2 separate regions of the Mus musculus genome follow, and region 1 is linked to region 2. Evidence: chromatin contacts called from public HiChIP or PLAC-seq data. All regions are on one chromosome and are shown on one strand. Each heading gives the region's core, a stretch centred on a gene start, on an enhancer-like site or on the middle of the called end of the contact. The rest is flanking DNA. Distances are from core to core; before and after follow the strand shown.

Region 1 (4,182 bases), core at 1,462-3,961, 370 kb after region 2:
TACAGTATTGGGCAATCTGCTGTTGTGAAGCCCACTGGGTTTTGTTGGTTTGTTTCTTTGCTTGTTTTGTTTTGTTGTCTGCTCTATTTCTTCCAGAGAGCAAAGTTCAATCAGCAGGCCCGTGGAAGGAACTCAGACTTGGGGTCATGCAACTTTCCCCTGCACCAACTTAAACTGGCCAAACAGGGTTTTCAACAGAACTTTTGAAGAAGATACTGACAAAAACATAGTCTCCTTGTTCCCACGTGACTTGAACCTAAACGTATGTCAACCTGTCAAGCCACCATCCTCCCAACAGACAGCCTGTGACATTTGTCAGGGAAGCTTGAAAACTGTCACATCTTGATGGCAGAAAACCATCATCACTCCTGCCTAGCCACAAGGCACCTGCACTTGGATTCTTTCCTTTACCTGAGTTAACTGGGTTTTTGTAACACAATCAACTATTCCTTGCTTTTCATACACTTGGTACCAGGCTACCATTGACAGGCCTCCATCACTAAAAGTGATGTCAGCCTGTGCCTGGGGAATGCAGGCTGCATGTTCACCCCTTTCGCCGCCAAGTTTGAGTTTTACCTGTGGTTTCCTAACCTTGTATACCCACCCCTACGCTCCTAGATTCAAAGGTCCACCCCCACTTCTTTCTGCTACTTTAATGATTCTATTCCAAGTCCAAAGAAGCCTCTCTCCTAATTCTCTGGAGTGACTATCTAGGCCGGGTCTTATTGGCCATTGATGTGCGGTTTCCCATTATGCTTCTGCAGAGGCGAGTTCTAGTCATATATGTTAAGATGGGATGGATTTCTGACTAGCAGTTTTTTCCCTCTGCTCACTGAGTAAAGTCACAAACTTACTGTCGTTCTACAATATCACAACCTCAAAATAAACAAGAGTAAAAATAAAACACCTACTAAATGGGACTTCATTTGCAGGAAAGAAGTAAGCCATGTAAATTGCTCAATACTTATCTATCATTTGTCTTTCTACCAACCTCTCTATCTAGCCACCCAACTATCCATCAACTACCTATCTGCCTGTCTAACTATCCACTTACTAATTTGTAATTTATCTATCCCTCTGTTCCTCATTCACTTATTTATCAGGTCATTTATCTATGATTTATCTGCATATTTATCTGCCCAACTATTGTCTGTGTATTATCTATCTAATCTGTGTATGTATATATGTATGTATCATCTAACATCTATCTACTTATCATCTAATCTATCTATCTACTTATCTATATATATGTCTATCTATCTATCTATCTATCTATCTATCTATCTATCATCTATATATCATTTCACTACCTACCAGTATTGCATCTATGACCTATCTACTCGTATATACCTGTCCATCCACACAACTCTCATTTACCTATGTACCTAGCTTCCTATCAGAACAAGTCAGGTGTGTCCAGTGCAGTATGGTCATATACTTACCTCTCTGTTTAACCACTTTCTATATCTCTACCTACCCATCCAGCCAATATATATATATATATATATATATATATATATATATTCTACTTATTAGCACACTCCTGCCTGGAGCACATGGTCTCAGTGAATGTGAAGCTGTAGTCCCAGCCCCCAACTGCCCATTGAACAGGTAAAGCTAGACTACAGCCAGACTCCTGTGACTTCTGATCCTGTTCTGCTGTCATTCCCTTACAGAGTGTCACCCAGATGGACCCCTGTAAATCACATGTCCTGCTGTCATTCCCTTACAGAGTGTCACTCAGATGGACCCTCTGTAAATCACATGCTAAGAACACTTTCTAAGGTTCCATTTTTTTAAGGAACTCATCCTGAGATAGATAATTCCTAATGCCACAGAAGTGGCATTCAGAAATCAGGAAGGAAGGAAGGAAGGAAAGAAGGAAGGAAGGAAGGAAGGAAGGAAGGAAGGAAGGAAGGAAGGAAGGAAGGAAAGAAGGAAGGAAGGAAGGAAGGAAGGAATAGCAAAGAGCTTTAAGTTTTAGGGGAGCCTCAAGGGAATGTCTAAAATTAACAGAACAAAATACTCACAAAGATGCTGGAAAGTTATGAGAATCAGAGAAGTACAATAGTGATATGATCACCAAACACTGAGAAAAAAAGGACAGATGATGTGGGATTGTGAAGTAAATAAACTCCTGATGCCTACACAATGGACTTAAAACAGACAAAACAGCATTCCCTAAAGCTGATGGATCAGGAAATGTTGTGCCGGCATATTATTTAGATGTATGGTACACATCAGAGAAAAAAATGTAAAAATGGGAAAGAATTCCAAGTGTGAAACTCTAGCTTCAACACACATTTCTGTATCATATCAGATCTCTCTCTTTGCCTTATGCATTTATGGTGCATATGCAATGCACACACACACATACACACACACACACACACACACACACACACACACACACACACACACTCAAAGCCAGCAACATTTTCTTCTAGAATTGATTGCAAAATATCTCTCAATCAGTCTATAATAATAGCTAAGATTTAAAAACCACTAGGTCCTGAATTAAATGCTTTATTTAATCTGATTTCATCCTAGCTGATACCATGTAGGTTGCTTTCTATTGATATCCTTATATTAAAAGCTGGGGAACTGAGCCTAACACAGAAAAAAATTATTCCCAGGGTCATTGTTCAGAATGGAAAGTCCCTATACTCCCTTGGCAGCTGGGTAATTGTGACTCTCAGACAGCTGCAGATGCTCCTTGGAGGCACACTGCTCCAAGAGGAGACTGTTCTAAAAGCAACATCATTTGCACTCCTGTAGGCTTAGCCCACTCGGAGTCCACCTACAGTGGCTGTGTTTTCTTCTTCATGCACGAAACAAAAGGAATGAGATTTTAAACAGTACATTGAAACCTTCCTGGGCTTGAATTCATACTCTAAGAATGAGGGTTTTCCTTGATGAATTGAGAGGCTTGCTGTTTTCCATCAGTCCCTGAATTCTTGGGGTTTGAGCTCTGTTCCATTCCTTTGTGAGCTTGCTTACAGACTCCTGAGTAGCTTCATGCAAGCACCAAAGAGTGTACTTAAGAGTTTTATTCATCATTTGTAGATAATGCTGGTATACATGACGCAAAATGCCTAATTAGTGCCTGTGTGCATATTTAGAAAAAGAAAACGGTATGCCTAATTAAATCTCACTAAAAGGTTCTTTTCCTGATTTAAGGGAAACTTCAAGGCGTTCTCTCTATAGTCAAAAAAATGAAATAAATCTTACCTTTCATTTCGCTTTAGCTGAGATGCCATAAAAACCATCCAGCTCAACATTCAAAATTGAAAATGGATGCTGGAGCGTGATAATGGCTGGGAACAGTCTGAGAACATTCTGGAATCATAGGAGTCTCTTACAAACAGTTCTAAAAAATGATCACTGATGGCTCTGTGAAGCCCCATAGTGAGAATGAATAACTGGTCATGTGAGGAACCCCTAACACACTTTATTCTAAGAATTTGAACATTGGTCTCTTTCACCCATGAAAGTGTGACCCCCCACCGTTTCCTGCATTCAGCATGAATAGGGCATGCCTACCTCAGGCAGGAGCTCAGCTCTGCTCTCTTTCTGATCTACCCTGTCTTCTAGCATTTTCTTATCCCTTCATCTCTTTTTTAGTCCCCTGGCTCCAGCCATGGTACAGCCTTTCCCCAGGAACCCTGCTCTCTTTCCTTGATAATTGCTTTTCCTCGGCTTGGAGAGTCTCTCTTGAATGCCACTTCCTCCCAAAGATTTCCAGGATCCATCCATATCTGATATCTACTCCCTGCCACATATAAATGCTAACTGATTTTCTTCACAAATCTTTTGAATGTTTAAAGATTTATTTGCATTATTTTTAATTCTGTATGTGGCTGTGTTTGGAATATGCATCTGAACACAGATACCTTTGAAAGTCAAAGGTGTTGAATCCCCTGGAGCTGGAGTTACAGATGGTTGTGAGCTGACCAATATGGATACTAGGAACTAAATTCCTCTGAAAGAACAAGTGCTTTTACCTACCAATGATCATCAATCTCTCCAGCCAAAACCTTTTTTTTAAAATAAAATAAAAGCAAAGCTAGGGAGAACACTAAGTAAACTGTTCCCATACAAGCATGAAGATCTAAGATCAAATTCCTTAAACTTACAGGAAAATGGATACTGCTGTTGCACATCTGTTATCTCAGAAAACCT
Region 2 (4,038 bases), core at 495-2,994:
CACACCAGAGATTTAGTGCCAACTGGACCATGTAGATTATAAATGAAAAGGGTGGGTGCATGAAAGGGGCACAGAATGTGTTGGGGATGCTAGGGAAAAAGGGAGAAGGGGGAGAATTAAGACACGTGTAAACAAGTATACATTTGTCAAAGAAAAAAATAAAGATATTCTATCTAAAATGCACCATGCTATGGGAGAGGGAGATATCTGCTAGGAAGGGGATATAGGAAGGGGATGTAGAGTGTTGTAAAGGAAGAGAGGGAAGAAGGGAATAGTTAAGATTAAAGGTGGTGAAGGATGGGAGGGAATGTAAAGATGGAAAATGGTGAGGAATAAATAACAGAGGCACCTTTTTCCTGATTTTTTTTATTAAGTTTCTTATTTATTTTGCATCCCAATCACAGCTTCCCCTCCCTCCTCCTCCCAGTCCCTCCCTCTCCCCTTGTCTTGACTTCACCCACTCCTCTTCTCCTCCTCAAAAAAGGGAGTGGGGCTTCCATGGATATAGACCAACCTTGGCATATCAAGTTGCAATAAGACTAGGCACATCTTTTTCTACTGAGGCTAGGCAAAGCAGTGATGGAAACTGTTGCAGAGACCAACAGCCAAACATTAAGAAGAGCTAGAAAAACCTACCAAGGACACTACAAGAAAACCTACAGAATTAACTAATCTGAGCCCATAGGGGCTCATAGAGTCTGAACTGCCAATCAGAGAACATGCATAGGACAGAGCTAGATGCTTTGCATATATGTAACAAAGGCACTTGGAAAAGACCATATTGAAACCCACAACTGTAGAAGCTTTCTAAAATATTCACATCCACATGGATAAGAAGAGTTTAAATGGAATTACTCTAAAATGGAGTGACAATACTCCAAATAGACACCGTATTCTATCAATAAAATCACTAGTACAGGAAAGGGCTACATCCTTTTGAATTGTTGGTCAGTGGGGTCCCATAGATCCTCTAAACAGTACAGACTATTGCCAATGCTCTCAATTAACTCCAGAAATTGTGGGCAAGATGCTATTGCTGAAGACACCACATACATGACTTCTATGATATGGAGAACTCTAGATAGCAGTCAACTGGAAGAGTCAACCCTGCTGGCCAGTGTTCATGGTTTTAGAATGTTGTGCCCACTACTGAAGAAGAAAAATAAACTTTCATCTCACCTAACTATGAACACTGCTAGTGGCAATAACAATTTGCCTGGCATGATGCAATAAAAGTTTAAATGGTACAGGGGTAAAAAAAATACAAAAAAACCCCAAAACACTCTCTGATTTAATTTAAGGACTGTTCCATGAGATAAAACCCAGCCATGACATTGTCAGCAAGTCCAAAACCTACTATTAGGTAAGTCATGGGATCTAGGAGAAAACATTCTGCTAAATGGACAAAAGATTAAAATTACTCCTAGTAACTTATCACTGTATTATACATTAGTACATAACTCAACCCTTTCAGAGGAGCTTCTTGTTGAAATAGATGGAAGTAAACAGAAACCTACAACTGGTCAATGTGCAGAGAACAGGAGGCTTTGAAATGCTTCACCTTGTTTTTGAGACACAAGCTTTCACTTTTACAGAAATAGCACAATACTAGGCTCTCTGGTGGGAGACCCCTGGGGATTCCTACCCCTCCCCAGCTACCCAGCACAGGGATTCCAAGCCTGTACCTCACCAGGCTTATTCGTGTGTACTCTGGATACCGAAATCAGGTTCTTGTGTTTGCATGGTAACCACTTTAAGCTGATGAAACATTACTTCCATGTGTCCAGCCCAATAACCTAGTTTTCTGCACAGCATGAATCATCCTTTGAAATTATTTTGCTTGCTTATCTTTCGTAAATCCATCATCTCTGTCCCTTTCAGAGAAGAAGCGTCATTCTTTCTATTTCTCCACAATTATGTTCACATTGCCAGTAATTTTCCAATGCTAGGGGAAAAAAATAACAAGATGAAGAGATGGATTAGAAAAGAGACAGAGAGTTACAGACAGGCAGTTTGCAAGGGAGTTAATCTAGCTTAACTGGTTGAGTTAGAGAACACCCAGGGCCTGTTTGAGCTCCGCTGTTCTGACAGCATGCATGAGAGAGTTACATAAAGGAGCAAGCAGGTGAGATCAGTTTCTACCTTTGCAGAGCTTAAGATCCAAGGAGAAGATCACTATATGCCAATCTATCATTCCACTAATAGAAGAACTGCAAATAGGTTTATTCAAAGAATGGGGCTGTAATCTTCTAGGTGAATCTCTAGCAAGACTTGACTTTCTTGGGGAGAAAGGGAAGGCTTTACAGAGAAAGTGGCATTCCTTAGAGGACCTGAAGGCTGGTATGATGAGGATGAATACAGAGTAGAAGTGGTAGTATTGTAGAAGGAGGAACAGCATCAGAGAAATGAGGTGAACTATCTCTAGCTATGACACCCATGAAGTGTGTTGGCCCCGTGAAGCCTCAGCATCTTGCCAGGACCCCTGGCCACATGAGGGAGCTGACATCAAGATTATCATACTCGATGCTGGATTCATTACCCCTCACAGAGTAAACACTGAATGACTCATGAAATTTTATCTGCCCACAGAAGACTTTTAATGTGCGTGTTTTACGACACTAATATTAGTGAGTCAGCCAGTGGACAGCCTTTAACATCAGTCTCGTCCCTCCGTTCTTTTAATGCAGTGTGGGGAGTCAGCAGGTTTGGCTTTGTTTCTTTGCTACTCTCAGAATTTTTCATTTGTCTGTGAAAGCATTTCCTGTTTGCTTTGTTCCTTTTCCATCAATTCACTGGGGCATACTTTAACTCTTGCTCCAGTGAAGTGGTCATAGTGAAGTCAGCAGACATGAATATGGGATACTAGCTTTCAGAAAACAGAAGGCTGATGCTGCTGAACAGTCTTCTCTTTACCAGCCTACAACAAGCATCCCTCTGCAGCTCTACAAATGAACAATGCTGGTCCAACCAGTATGTGTTGGATCGGTTATTCTCCATGCCTAGTTGGCTTCTCTTTCCACAGACCTGTCTTTAAAATCTACTTAAATTTCATCTGCTTTGGGAAATCATACACCTCTTAGGATTATTTTGATCACAAATGACAGGAACTCTGCATTCTAAGTAGCTTATATTTAAAGAGGAATTTCATGGTCTTGTGTGGCTGATTAGTCCTAGAGGATCTTGGTTTTGAGGGTAACTGTGTTAAGGACACACCAATGTCACCAAACCCAGGTCTGGGTGGGGTAATTTGTTTATTTCTTCTTTATTTGGTTTCCGCTTCTGTACAAATTCCATTCCCTATAAACTTCTGAGCTCACATCATCTGGGGACAGATGTACAACCGCTCATAAATTCTTGGAGAGGGTTAGGTACATTCTCTTGGCATGCTTTACATATCATGGCTAGCATTGGACTTCATTCCGTCCTCAGAGAATGCAAGGCTCTGATTCAGGAGACCAAGGTTACACGAAAACCCTGCTGTAGAATGTTTATGGATATTTCTTCACATCAGATATTCTGTCCCTATTTCCCTTTGTTGCTGTTGATTTATTTTTGTTTTAGAGACATAATTTTACACTATAGCTTGGGGTGGCCACAAACTCCAAACTCAAACTCACAGCAATCCTTCTGCTTCTATCACTTGAGTGTTTGGATGATGTTGGACTCTGGCTCTGCATTATAGCCCTAGATATACTTAGAACACAGTACCTTCTATCTGGCTAGAACTTCATTCTTACAGATGAGACAGAGTTGGGAATAAGAGTGTGATGTTAGGGATGACAGGCTGTGACAAGTCTCCATGTAAAGATGTCAGTCAGTAAGCATGAATTTTGTAGCACACTCCTCCTCTCCATGTAGAACACAGGGCACAGGAAATTATAGTTTAATTAAGTGAGCTCTAACCTATATCCAAGAAACTGAGTAGCAGTTTGTCAAGCAAAAATATAAAGAAAATAACATTACTAATTCATTTCTATATGCAGGAAGGTTTGTGAACATTTTACTTTCCACACAGGGATTAATTCATGTCTTTTCACT

The links. HiChIP or PLAC-seq counts read pairs in DNA pulled down with a chosen protein or histone mark.
Region 1: a contact with region 2 is called in an H3K27ac HiChIP or PLAC-seq map of SST interneurons, with 4 times the contacts expected there. The contact joins two enhancer-like sites. A contact is called at or near these places in 2 of 484 Hi-C or Micro-C datasets (both in uterus) and 2 of 115 datasets of contacts at active chromatin or transcription factors (SST interneurons and neural progenitor cells).

What each region holds. Positions count from the first base shown.
Region 1 is chr11:56,739,325-56,743,506 of GRCm38.p6, forward strand. No RefSeq gene overlaps it. Among named protein-coding and RNA genes, the nearest start is that of Gm39826, 15 kb to the left of the region's middle. Within about 2 kb of position 2,712, at least 13 of the 459 cell types and tissues checked have an H3K27ac peak or open chromatin away from gene starts, as enhancers often do. A contact at or near this core is called in SST interneurons, where this site is marked.
Region 2 is chr11:56,372,002-56,376,039 of GRCm38.p6, forward strand. No RefSeq gene overlaps it. Among named protein-coding and RNA genes, the nearest start is that of Gm32500, 52 kb to the right of the region's middle. Within about 2 kb of position 1,745, at least 28 of the 459 cell types and tissues checked have an H3K27ac peak or open chromatin away from gene starts, as enhancers often do. A contact at or near this core is called in SST interneurons, where this site is marked.